Linked DNA regions of Muntiacus reevesi: region 1 is linked to region 2. Evidence: chromatin contacts called from public Hi-C data. All regions are on one chromosome and are shown on one strand. The core of a region is the stretch at or near the end of the contact, and the rest is flanking DNA. Distances in the headings are between cores, read along the strand shown. Region 1 holds the start of TBC1D15 (TBC1 domain family member 15). Region 2 holds the start of THAP2 (THAP domain containing 2).

Evidence for each region. A called contact is a pair of places that touch in the nucleus more often than the background predicts.
Region 1: a contact with region 2 is called in a Hi-C map of blood, with 3 times the contacts expected there. The contact joins the promoter of TBC1D15 here to the promoter of THAP2 in region 2. A contact is called at or near these places in 2 of 3 Hi-C or Micro-C datasets (blood and muscle).

Annotation. Positions count from the first base shown.
Region 1 is chr4:119,701,809-119,708,553 of mMunRee1.1, reverse strand. It overlaps TBC1D15 (TBC1 domain family member 15), which reads right to left and starts at 5,328. Exons shown (of 18, transcript XM_065934090.1): 1 at 5,265-5,328. The coding sequence starts at 5,294.
Region 2 is chr4:119,545,821-119,552,788 of mMunRee1.1, reverse strand. It overlaps THAP2 (THAP domain containing 2), which reads right to left and starts at 1,575. Exons shown (of 3, transcript XM_065934086.1): 1 at 1,068-1,575. The coding sequence starts at 1,138. ZFC3H1 (zinc finger C3H1-type containing) reads left to right here and starts at 1,861. Exons shown (of 34, transcript XM_065934082.1): 1 at 1,861-2,645. The coding sequence starts at 2,051.

The sequences.
Region 1 (6,745 bases), core at 4,079-6,578, 150 kb before region 2:
GCAATCCACTCCAGTATTCTTGCCTGGGGAATTCCATGGACAGAGAAGCTTGTCAGGCTACAGTCCGTGGGGTCGCGAAGAGTCAGACACGACTAAGCAACTAACACACACACAGTCTAAGAAAATTCTCCAGGAAAACCTACTAGATAATAAGAATATCAATCTTTCTTAAGCATAGGATTTCACAGGACTATAAACATTATCTAAAAGGAACTGGAAAGGGCCAAATTTAAGCTACAAAATAAACTCTTACTAAGAAAACCACTAAAAAAAAAAAAAAAAAAAAAAAACAGGGGGGGGAAGAAAAACAACAGGTGATTTCCCAATTGTTTCAAGCTATTTTCAACAGAACCAAATTCTAACAGTAAAAAACACAGGCCTAGAGAGAAATGTAAATATACTAACACAGGACTTTTCAACTCCAAAACAAGAGTGCTTTCAGTGAACCCATCACTCTTCCTCTAGTCCCCCTTCATTTGTGTTTTTCTCCTATTTTCTTGCTGTTTCCTCCTCAGTGAATACATCCTATGTGGCAGCACTATGCCAGGTACAGGGGAAACATTTCAGGCCTTGTGCTCATGAGGCTGAGTCCAGTCTACAAGGCTCATGAAAACAAACATCACTATTAACAGCACCACTTCAAAAATCTGAAACTCACTGAATTTATTTAAACAAGATAAGGGGGTGGATTTTAGTGAATATTTTCCTTCTGAAGAACTGAAATCTGTAATTTCCAAGGTAAGGACTATCTAATGCATCCCGAATGCCTAGAATAGTGCCTGGAAAAAATAAGGTGTTTAATAAATATTCTATAAATGAATAAAAGGAAACTGCAACCCTCATGGGCACTGGGTATATAAAGGCCAAAACCTGCTTCTAACTATCTATTTTCTCCTGCCTCCTTTGTGATGTCAACCTATTCCATTAATTATCCTAAAGCAGGACAGCTTTTGCAGGGAGTAGCCCTATTTCTCCCCTAAAAATTCACAAGACAATCTACATGAGAAGATCTATCCGCATACAGAAGGATCTATATGAGAAGAAGAGTTAGCTGAACCTACTGTGGTCATCATGTCACTTATACATGTAAATCAAACCATCAGGCTGTGCACCTTAAGCTTATATAGTGATATGTCAATTATTTACTTTCCTTTTGCCTTTTTTCCCTCCAATTTATTTTACATTAACTATAGTGCTTTAGTATTTTGGAGCAGCTTTAATCTCTGTAGAAAATGGCAGCAAAAAACAAATATTCAACTACTTCCAAACAAATAGTAACCTTATAAATTTAAGACAGTCTGAAAGATCCTCAACAATAATAACAACAGCAGTTAACATTTATTAAGCACTTATCTGAAACCAGGCACTATTCTAAATGCTCTGTAAATATTAACTCATTTAATCCTCTCCACAACCCCAAGATGGAAAATAATCATTAGCTCCCATCCCAAATCATTAGCTCCCATTTCTCAAATGAGAAAACTGGCGCACAGAAAGTTCAGCCATTTGCCCAAAGTAACACAGCTACACAGTGGTGGAGCTCGGTTCTGAACCCCAGCAGTCAGGCTCTGTCTCCTTCACCACCGCCCTACTGTGACGATTTCTCATTCATCAAAACTATGTGACTTTGGAGGGCTGTTGGCCACACCATGCAGCATGCAGAATCCTAGTTCCCCAGCAAAGGAAGCACAGAGTTCTAACCATTCGACCCCCAGAGAATTCCCATGACTTCTAAAACAAGGTGTTTTTCAAATTCTAAAAAAACACTGAGAATTAGAACTTAAAACTCAACATTCAAAAAACAGATCATGGCATCCCGTGCCATCACTTCATGGCAAATAGATGGGGAAACAGTAACAGATTTTACTTTCTTGGGCTCCAAAATCACTGCAGATGGTGACTGCAGCCATGAAATTAAGACTCTTGCCCCTTGGAAGAAAAGTTATGACCAACCTAGACAGCATATTAAAAGGCAGAGACATTACTTTGCAAATGTCTGTCTAGTCAAAGCCATGGTTTTTCCAGTAGTCATGTACGGATGTGAGAGTTGGACCATAAAGAAAGCTGAGCACTGAAGAATTGATGCTTTTGAACTGTGGTGCTGGAAGACTCTTGAGATTCCCTTGGACTTCAAGGAGATCCAACCAGTCAATCCTAAAGGAAATCAGTCCTGAATATTCATTTGAAGGACTGATGCTGAAGCTGAAACTCCAATACTGTGGCCACCTGATGTGAAGAACTGACTTACTGGAAAAGACCCTGATGCTGGGCAAGACTGAAGGCAGGAGGAGAAGGGGACAACAGAGGATGAGATGGTTGGATGGCATGATTAACTTGATGGACATGAGTTTGAGCAAGCCCCAAGAGTTGGTGATGGACAGGGAAGCCAGGCGTGCCTGCAGTCCATGGGGTCACAAAGAGTCGGACAAAACTGAACAACTGAACTGAAATTCAAAAATGAATTTCACCCTCATACCAAAAACCATATTCTAAACCTTTAAAATTCTACCATACTTAACCACTGACATGCAGGGAAATCAGTAACACCTACACAGGATCTACACACTACATGATGAATAACACCTACACAGGATCTACACCCTACATGCCAGGCTTTGTTCTCATACATTTCCTTATCAATCCTAAAAATCCCATGAAGTAGATACTATTATCATTACTGTATTACAGATAAGGAAACTGAAACAAAGAGACATTAAGTAATTTGACTGACGTCACTAGTGTGAAGTTAAGTTTTTGAAACTGGCTTGGGGCTCCAGAGTCCATGCTCTTAGCTGTTATCTTACACTGCTTCTCCATATGACAGAGATTAACTTCCTCACCACATGAATTCGTAGAATCAAAGTTTCAAGCAAGTAGACTCAGTAGGAAAGTTACTCTACATCCTAGATCTCAACACCAGGAAGTTCTAATCAACAGAACTGGGCTGTGACCCAGCATCCATAGTTTTAAAAGTACCACACGTGATTCCTAAAAGTCTTGGTTAACATTCAGTGCTCTAGGTTTCTAATTAGACAGTTCTTAGCTGAACCTTTGGGGTGGGGGTGGGGACATACATATACACATATACACACTCTTTCACAAATATACGTGTGTGTTTTCTTTCCTATCCCCCTTTTCCCAAAGAAACAAGACTGAGAAGTAGAAAAGCATAAGATAAAGCCAGAAAGTCAACACACGTTTTTAATGCCATGTTAACCAGCCTTGAGTATTACTTTAATGGTGACAGTAACAAAAGGAAGACTTTTCTGTTTGTTTTTTTTTTAAACAAGAGACAATCAGACTTGTGCACTAGAAAATAACTCTAGTGGTTGTGTAGAGATGAGACTCTGGGCAAAGAGACTGTAGAAACGAAGAAAAGTCTGCAGAGAACGCAAGACTAAATGTCTGAATGAGCTAAGCGCTGAGAACGAAGAGGATGCAGCAAATTTAAGAAATCTCTTTAAGGTACAACTAGTAGGATCTGATCAGTCCTACTATCTTATTGATTAAATGCTGTTACAGAAATGGACATCTCCAAGTTTGTTTTACATGCAACCAAGTAGATGATGATGCCATTAACTAGATCTGAACTTGCTGAGGAAGGAGTAAGCAGGTTTCACTGGTCACAACAGAATTATTTGAAAGAGGGGTAGCCTTTGGCATGAAAAAATAATTTAGGTGCAGCGATGAGAATGGGTGTAAGTTTGCAACCTGTGAGAATAAATGCGGTGGAGAAGCAGAGTTAAATAAAAGACGCAGTCAGGTTATGAAAGGTAGTGAGTGCCTGGAAGGAAAGGTTGAAAAAAGTCCTATTTCACAACTCCGCTTCATCATCTCAAAGGTTCTATCAAAATCAATCCACACCCGAAAGAGCGAAGTGTAGTTCAAATAGAAAGGATCCCTTAGAAAGTCCTAGATTGGATCAGTCCAGATAGAAAATCTTACTATATGTAATGAGTCAAAGAGAAGATCAGCACCCATCCTAAAGACTAAAACAGACAAGACAACCAAAGACCGAGAAAATTCGAAAACGATGACCATCATTTAAAATATTCAGTATGCAGAAGGACGTAGTTTCTTAATGCTTATATCACTTCATACAATCTTAACTCCAATACCAGAAATAATGACTAGCACCACATCCATTCTGGAGATAAAGACCTTGAAGGACAGAGAAGTCACGCTTGCTCAATTTTGCAAGGTCACAATTCAGAGTAAAAGTACTGTGTTATTCTGGCTAGTAGTTCCTACACTAAAGCACAAACGCTGTCACACAATTCAAAATGGGATGCAGAGGGCGGCGTAAAGAAAATGAGTGAAATCAAGGAACGGAGGAAGCTATCCGCGGAAAGTAAACAGTCCTTGGTATGAGATGAGTCATTACCGCACCCAACTGTTTACGAAATACTCCTCCAACTGGAAAGGTTGCCAGTAGTATGTATGCCACGGTAGTACTAACAGGCATTAAGACGTTCCCTTGGAACATGAATAAGCACTAGGCGATGAAATATCCTCCGCACCTAATCCTAATTCCTAACGAAAAACGAGGCGGTCAATGACCAACTCTCGTAAAACGACACGAGAGTCTCCCACGGGAACATCACAGCTTTGCCTCAGAAATAAATACCGTAACTAAGGCCTTCCTAGACAAGCGTGGGATGTTGTAAATCTCCAGCTCCCTGAGAGGAAACATCCCTACTGCTCACCATCACCAATCAACTCGGCAATCTGGTAAAATGGATCCAATGCGCTCCTCTAAGTGCACAGCTGTAAAGCACCTGTTTTTAGCTCCTCCCTAATAGGACAAAGATGCCTTACCAGAGTGAAGTAGAGGAAGGCAGAGGCGAATCTGAGTGACGCCTCAAAGGAAGACAGAAAAATTCCTGGAGTTCTTAGAGTGACAGAAAGAACGACAGTCAGAGAAAATCGAGCCAGAAAAAAAAAAAAAAAAAAAAAACACGGAATAGGGGAACCACCTGTCTCTCAGAAAAGGCAATACCGATAAAAGCCCCTCGCCCTGGGGAAGAGCGGGCCAAACAGCACCAAGGCCTAGCTAGTCTTGGAGTAGGAGCCGGGTCCTCAATTCCCGGGCTGAGCCGGCATTCTCGAGAAAACAGCTGACAACCAGGCATCTTTTCCTACATCCTCTACACGTTGTTCCGGATACAGAAAGGCCCTCGCATCCCTCCCAAGCCGGCCTCCAAGCAGCAAAAGCAGCCCTACCCGGAGGAAAACAGGAGTGTCCTCCCGGGGCCGTTACCTACCTTCCCGCTCACAACACCCGCCGCCGCCATGTTTCCTGCGCGTGCCTGTGATGACGTAGCAGCGCCTCACGTGTCTCCCAGACTCACAACAACATCCGGCAAAACTAGGCTGACATCCGGGCGGGAAAGGGGCGGGGAGAGGCGGGAAGGCGGAGGGGTGAAGGGGCCGGGGCGGGAGGAGCAGCCTGACGCATGCGAGCTGAGTAGGAATCGGAGGCTACTAGCGTGGAGCCTCAGGTACAAGTACCAGTTTAATTTTCCTTGGCGAGTACGGAAGTTGAAGTGGTCATATTTTGGAGTTTGTCTGGGAGCGAGGCTGTGAGCTGTTCGCAGGCCTCTTCAGCTTGGTATGATGGAAAGAACACCATACTGGGACCCAACAAACCTGATCTTGGCTTTGTGGCCATAGGCAAGCCACTTCCACTTTCGGCTTCAAAGTCTCATTTGTAAAATTGAGATAGGGCTATAGTGAAGTTTAACGGAATCCAGCCCTCTCTCCGAAGCGCACACACAGAGAGTTTTAGCCTTCGTGTAAAGTTTCTGACGTTGAGTCTGGTGACTGCCACTGACATATGACCAATAACAAGGTATTTTGATAGGAACTGCGATAACACCACGCCATCGTTGCTCCAGAGTCCAGCGCACAGTATCTCATAACTCCTACACAGTTGACTGGAAATAAGTTTTTAAACTCATCCAAGCTTCAGGATGGAAAAATGAGAATTGGCTATGGAGTGGTTGTAAAGATCTCATGGGACAGTGCATATGTGGTGAGATGATTTGCTGAGATATTAAGATAATAATTTGTTTTGTTCTCAGTGTTGTAGAAAAATGTCAGAATGATAGGATCCTACCCTTTATCGCTCGGCACACAATATGGGACTTCGCTTGCCCCTGTACTGAATAAAAGTTTCCTTTGTACCCAAAACACCTGTGCACATTGAGGTGCTTCTCTCTTCCACAGTGGAGAGAGGTTAGAGGCTTTTGAGGTTGGTTGAGTGAGTGGTAATCAATGGGGATAACAGAGGAAGGGGGTTGCTACTTCTGGAAATATTGAAAACCTAATGGGTGAAGGAGGTCGCAAGACCTTAGTTGGGAATGGACTTAGTAGGACTGCATCAGAGATACCACCCATCGCTAAGATCCCATGCCCAAGTTTTGGTATTCAGTTGGCAAAACAGTTCACCCGCAAAGGATGAACAAGCTGGGGAAAGGATCATATTAGCAGTAACCAACACTGAGTGAAGACTTGAGGGCCTTCTCCAAGAGTACTGGACTGTGTGACTCCTGGAACCTTCGTGCAATCCTAGGTGTGATGTGTTGAGCCCTAATCAAGACACAGATTAAGTTTTCCATCAGCTTGGAGTAATGGGGTGCCGGGGTCCAGCCCCAACAGGATCCAGGGGAACCCTCAGGATGAACGGCGTCGGCGAGAGAGGGACACGTAGGACCGGCCTTGATGGGGCCAAGTCTGCTAGGGA
Region 2 (6,968 bases), core at 326-2,825:
TGCGCCAACAGTTCAAAAGCATCAATTCTTCAGCGCTCAGCTTTCTTTATAGTCCAACTCTCACATCCATATATGACTACTGGAAAAACCATAGCTTTGACTATAGGTACTTTTGTTGGCAAAGTAATATCTCTGCTTTTTAATACATTAGATGGATCAATGAATAAAGCACTACATTTGCATGACATACATGAAAAACATAAACACCACAAGGATTCTAAGTGGCAACTTTTAATAGGGGGTACATTTAGTCATAATGAGGTGGGGAGAAAGGTCAAGGATATCATTTTCTCAATTCTAAGATCTTATTAAGTTGCAAAGTATGTAAATGCAGAACTGTTTGCACTTAACTTCTTGAATGCTTCTTTTGTTTTTGAATATTTCTTTTCTTCAAGCATATGGCAGGCACTTGCAGAGAAGGCAAATGTTTACCGAGTCATTATTTCATGCAGTATTCAACGTGCTTTCCAGAGTTCTGGTTTGACAGAACTAAAGAATTTTGACTGCGCTTCAGCAAATGAACGAAGAATGTAACCTGGGTTCTTTGTATACTACTCTGTTCTAGTAATAATATAAAGCTTATCTTTTCCATTATCATTCACATAGCTTAATTCTACTGCTATTAATGACAATTCCTCCGCAGTTACTGTATGTGACTATCAGAAATCTTAAACGCTTCTCATGTCAATATAGCTAGTGAGAACTGACTAATTATAACAGGAACGTAGTCGGCTTTTTAGGTGATTGCTGACTTGAAAAGGAAGATCTCGCTTCCTCTTATGGCGTCATTAACATCAAGACCTGGTCGAATACACAGGAAATAAAAGAGCAGAAAATTAAGGTATCCTCCTGTCACTTTCTAGAGAAGGACTAATCACTGTACAGAACTTGAGTAAACCTTCCCCGAAAGGAGAGAAAAACTGGACAGATGTGAGAAACACAAAAGGCAAAAGCGACGCGTCCCTGCTACCAACTATCTAACTTAGAATCCTCTTGTTCTTTTCACACAAGTGATACCCAGTCTAGGAACTCCCGTTCCCGTCAGCCCCACTCCCTGCCCAGGTTACCTGTGGAAGCTGATGTTAATGTGCTTGTTGTAGGTAGTAGCACAGCCCGCCGCGGCGCAATTGGTCGGCATTTCCCTTTCCACCTCATTCGGCGCTGTGTTAAGCCTGATTTGAAGCGCGGGATGCTACGCTTCCTTCGGGTGGACCCTAGGCAAAAGAGGCTGGGGAAGGGCCCACTGAGCTGAGTTGCCAGAGATGGCTGGGAAGAAGGGGTGTATGTGTGTGCGTGTGTGTGTGTGTGTGTGGCGGGTGGGGGGCGGGAGGGGTCAACCTGCCCTTTCTCTTTATTAATATGGCGGACTTGAGCCAGCAAAGCCGACGGTCCTGGAGCTCCAGTCGCCTTCGTTTGCCTTCACCAACATGGCGGACGCAACCTGCCCTCTCCCCGGCTCCGGAAAGGGAGTGGGACTACAGCGTCTCTTTAGCTGCGGGTCACCGAGCAATTAGACGAGGTGTGCCCTCCTATCCCCCCTATTACTGTGAAACTCTCTTGAGGCCAGGATTAAAAACAGGCCCGCCTACCCCGCCACGCACCCCAAACCCCCAAAGACCAGTCAGGAATAGGTACGCGCCTCAGACTGGAAGGAAAACCTCAAAGCGAGCGGCAATAAAAAAGACTACAACTCCCAGGGAGCATCGCGCTCTCCTAATTATTATCGCGTGAACTGGAAACCTTGTTTCCGGCGTGCAGCAGGAAGTGACGGCCGAACAGAGCCACTTCCAGAGCCACTTTCTCGCGAGGCGGAAGAGCCCCGATCGCGGAGGAGCAAGGGGGCGCTAGGGTAGGGAAGAGGGTTGCGACGGTCCGGCGAGAAAGAGCTGGGGTGCGGGGAAGTTGGGGAGCAGAGCCCGCTAGGTCTCCAAACAGGATAAGGCCGCACCGACCGGGTCCGTTAGGAAAGAAGGAAGCCGAAGAGGAAGGCAGTAGTCGGGCGGATCCCCGGATAGAGGGCTGAGGTTGTGTGGAAAGCGCTGTTCCCGGGATGGCGACCGCAGATACTCCGGCCCTGGCTTCCAGTGGCCTCTCGCCTAAGGAAGAAGGGGAGCTTGAAGATGGGGAGATCAGCGACGACGATAATAACAGTCAGATACGGAGCCGGAGCAGCAGCAGTAGCAGTGGCGGCGGGCTGTTACCGTACCCGCGGCGAAGGCCTCCTCACCCGGCCCGGGGCGGTGGATCCGGCGGAGGCGGTGGCTCCTCCTCGTCGTCGTCCTCTTCTCAGCTGCAGCTGAGGAATTTCTCACGCTCGCGGCACGCGTCAGAGCGGGGCCACCTCAGGGGACATAGCAGCTACCGACCCAAAGAGCCGTTCCGGTCTCACCCGCCCTCCGTGAGGATGCCTTCCAGCTCTCTGTCCGAAAGCAGCCCCCGGCCGTCGTTTTGGGAACGGAGCCACATCGCCTTGGACCGTTTCCGTTTTCGAGGCAGGCCTTACCGGGGTGGGAGTCGCTGGAGTCGGGGCCGAGGAGGGGGTGAGCGAGGAGGCAAACCGGGGGGCAGACCTCTGGGAGGAGGAGCGGGATCCGGATTCGGCAGCAGTCAGAGCTGGCGAGAGCCCTCTCCACCTCGGAAGAGTTGTATCCTTAACGTGGCGGTCTGCCTTGGGTGTGTCACTAAAGTTCCCTTTAGCGTCATTACTGGGTCTGTGAGATGAGTAACTTTTCTGAACCGTCAGAACCGCTTAGTTGTCATTGTGTCAATATACTTACCATAGGTGGTTCCTCGGTAAACCCGGTCTGTCAAATTGCCCGTTGTTTCTTCAAATTGCTTGATTGGGTATATTGCTTTTTTTTCTAACAGTAACTTGTTTGGGATGGGGGCCAAACTAGTGGAATCTAAGTGTAAAGTCAGATTTGAAATACTACATCACAAGTCCAGGTTTCATTAGCCTTTGTTTTTGTTAGTAAACTTTGTTATGTGAAGTTGTTTTATAGTGTTAGAGGGAGAAAAAAGTATTAGCCGTAAAAAGTTTGAGGAATACTGTTGCTTATATCGTATTGCATTGCCACATTGAAGATTATGAAGTGTCGATACACCGAGTCCTAATGTTTTTATTTGTGATTCTTTTTTTTTTTTTTTTTAACTTTTCTTGATTTATTCTTATACATTGCTGCGTTTTTAAGTTAGGGGGAAAAAAACCCCTGGTGTCACCAACTATTAATTCAGAGGTTTGGAATTCATGTATCTTTGGCAGAAGCTTTACCTCCTTAACTTCTCTATTTCTTATGTTCACATTTTGGGCATTTTATAACTCTTAGTGCTGACAGTTGTGGACTAGAGAGAAACTGAAACTTACCAGCATTTTTATTTTATTGTATTGGAAACCATGGGGTTTATGGGGAGGTGGAGCTAATGGAGAGGTTAAGGAGGAAAATAGCAAATATCTGATTCTTGTCCCCTCTAATCTTATTCTTAGTTGTCTTAAACTTTCTTGAGTTTATTCATCTGAGGATTTGCTATTTTAAGATGTGTTTGTAGAACTACCCTTAAAAAAATTTTTTTTTTTTTTTTTTACATTTAGGGTATGTATTTCAAGATACAACAAAGTGATGCAGATGTATATTTTTAGTGATTACATTAATATTCTCTTTCAGATTATTTGTAGAACTGTGTCTTGACATATTTCATGATAATTGTGTCTTCTCTCCATGATAATTGATAAAAATAGTTTATTGAGAATACTTATTGCTGATTGTAATTTCCATGCTGTAGTGATTTTTTAATGTATTCATTATATATGAAACTTACATGTAATGACATTTGTTGGGGAGACAGGCAACGTTATTTTCACAGATCAAGACCAAATGGTCTTTGCCAGATGTCAGGATAGAAAGAGGACCAGAAATGTAGTTTAGATAAGGAGGAGGAGCTTCATCCATGCTAGTGCTCTGAAAAAACTTATGCAACCACAAGTTGGGTCAGGAGCACTCCAGGATTGTTTCAGGAAAAAAATCACATAGGTATTTAACTTTTAAAAAGAAAATGTTCTTTGAATAAAGATAGAAACCCTTAGCCCAAGGTAATTTTTTTAACCAAGGATTTGTTAGTTGTCGGTTCTGAGCCTAAGAACAGAAGAGCTGTTTGATTACAGACTCGTAAATTATTTAAGAATACAAAAATGATTGAGGTTTGACAGAAAACAAAATTCTGTAAAGCGATTATCCTTCAATAAAAAACATTTAAAAAAAGGATAAAAAAGAATACAAAAATGAAACTTGTGTGTTGAAGAGACAAATGTTAATTATATTCAGTGTAAAAAGTTCAAGTTGAGGTATGTAAAAAGTACTATGGGAGCTTAAAGTTTTTTTCTTAGTTTATTTTATGTTAGAGAAGGAGGTGATGCATGGACTTGCCTACTTCCTGCTTTTGCCGTCTTTCTGTCCATGCATTCGATATTAATTTGGCCCCTGCCATATACCTTTATTAATTGTTAACCTTAGATGTTTTTATTAATGAACAAGGATATGGTGTTGTGAAACAAATATGGAGAGTATCCAGTCTGATTTCTGTAGTAACTTATCAGAAATGAGCTGTCTTGCTGTTTTTCTTTTCACATATCCTGCACAGGGATGATTGTTTTGATCCTCTGCTCATTGTTTTCCTTGTGAAGTAACATTAATCCATCCTAGAGGTGGAATTCTTTATAAAAACTTGTGAAGAGAAACATAGTTCCCAGCCTCTTTTATGTAACGGGAGCAAATAAATTTTGTAATAAAAGATTTTGTTACTTTAAATTCCTTTAATATCATGATTATACTAAGTTTAATTTTTATTTCCACTGTGTACTTGTAATAGTGACATTTTTATGTTACAAGTATTGCATTAAGAAAGAATAAGAGTTATTCTGTGACTTATTTCCGTAATGTAGAAGTGAAGTAGCATGAGTACAGGTGAGTATTTTTAAAACTTTTTCAGTAATAATTAAAATATGCTAGAGGCAGCTTTAATGAAATAGAATAAACCAGATTCTGTTGGAGGTAGTTATTTTCATTCTCATTCATTTTTAATTTTCCTTATTGATAGGCACTTAATCAGTCTTAGCATATGTCTTCTTTGGATGGCTGCAGCTTAAACTTTCAAATCTGGTCATAGCTAACATAAACCGGATTTCAGTTAGAAGCTCCATGTTGACCAATTTCCTATTAAATCATTTAAGTGTTGGTTTCATCCTAACTGTTCTGTGTAGGTCGAAGTAGGAGACTTCATTTAGCTTTGAAGGAGATTAATTAGTCATAGCTCAATTGATTTTCCTTTTTTCCTGTCCTTTAGTTATTTTATTTTTTGTTAGTGTATTGAATCTTTTCTCTTTCTGAATGTTTCCAGGTACTCCAGTCTTATTTTTTTAATTGCTGCGACTCCATTGAAAAAGATTTAAATGTAGATAATTACCCAAGTTTATGTACAAAGAGTATGTAATGGTGGGGTGGGTGAGCAAATAATTATCTAGCTTCATGAAGCAGAGGGCCTTTGAATTGGGGTCAATTTGAAGACCAGAAAAACCTAGACACAAAGCTATGCATAAATTGTGATAAACCTGGAAGAGGTAAGATTGGAAGGAAATCATGAAAGCATTATATGCCATTGTAAGGATTTTGGACTCTATTCTTAGTGAGATTAAAACAAGGGATAAGATCTGATTTGTGTTCTAGAAAGATTAACAATAGGATGGAAGATGGCTTGTGGGAGATAGAACCCGAAATACCTACCACCAGGCAGAACTATGGGAGTGCACTAGAATGCTCAGAATGAAAAGAGAGAGACCAAGTAGGACTCACTGGAGAACACTATTGTTGAAGCAGTTGGGAGAGAAAGATGTCATTAAGGAAAAAAAAAAAAACAAAAAAACCCCAAAACCTAGAGAAACAAAGAGTTAGAGAAATCAGATGGAATAAGGTTTGAAAACACGATGGATAGACTCAGCCAACAGAAGCCAGATTCCATTTGGTTGAGGAGGTAATGAGAAACCAGTATTATTTCAAGAAACCTACCTCTAAAAAGGAGATCAGAAAACCAAAGACTTGCTAGAACAGTTTTGCTGCAGAACTTTTAAAGATTTTCAGTTGTAATGATCATTTAGTTTCTAAAATACTTGGTGGTAATTCCCGTTCTTAAATTGGTTATTAGAGAAGTTTAAAAATCTTTGCAGATTGTTTGTCCAGTAAGTTGTTTCACAGAAGAAACTATATTTAGGGAAATGTAATGTTATATCCTAGCCAGTTTAATGATCTGTTAATGCCTTATTGTGTTAAAACCAAATAAAATACTTGTCTTTTATTAATTTCTAGACTGGAGAAGTGAGGTGGAACAGTTCTTACATGTGTGAATTATTTTGAATAAAAATTTTAGTTTGGAACTTTGTAGCCACTTCCAACCATTAAGTTATGTTTTATGTATCACTATGTTAAAGAAAAGAAAGACCAAAAATAACAGGTTTTAAATATCCTTATCTTCAAGGAAAAATTAGTTTAGAAGATACATCTTGAATACAACTTAAGGTGTTTTTTTTAAAAAATGGTTTCTTTGTCTTAGTTGTACCTATTTTGGATGTTAGTATACTTGATGAGTTCTAAGATTGCTATGTGTTAGATTTTCAATACAGTGTTTCTTATTCATAACTTAGTTTTAATTATTAATTATCAGTGTTTATTTTTTATCTCTTTTAAAAAATTTGAGATGAGAAGAAATTAATTAAAAAGAAGAAACGTCTTCTGATTATTTGAAGTGTAAATTATCAACATTGGTGACAAACCATTCAGTTTCTTCCCTCTTCCTTCAGAAACAAATCTTTAACAACCAGCTTATTATGGGCTTTCCTGATACCTTCAGAAGGATGCTGTAAACTAACTAGGTGCTGTTCCTGTGGATACTGTGGGTAATAAGTGACACTGGTGATCTTGTAA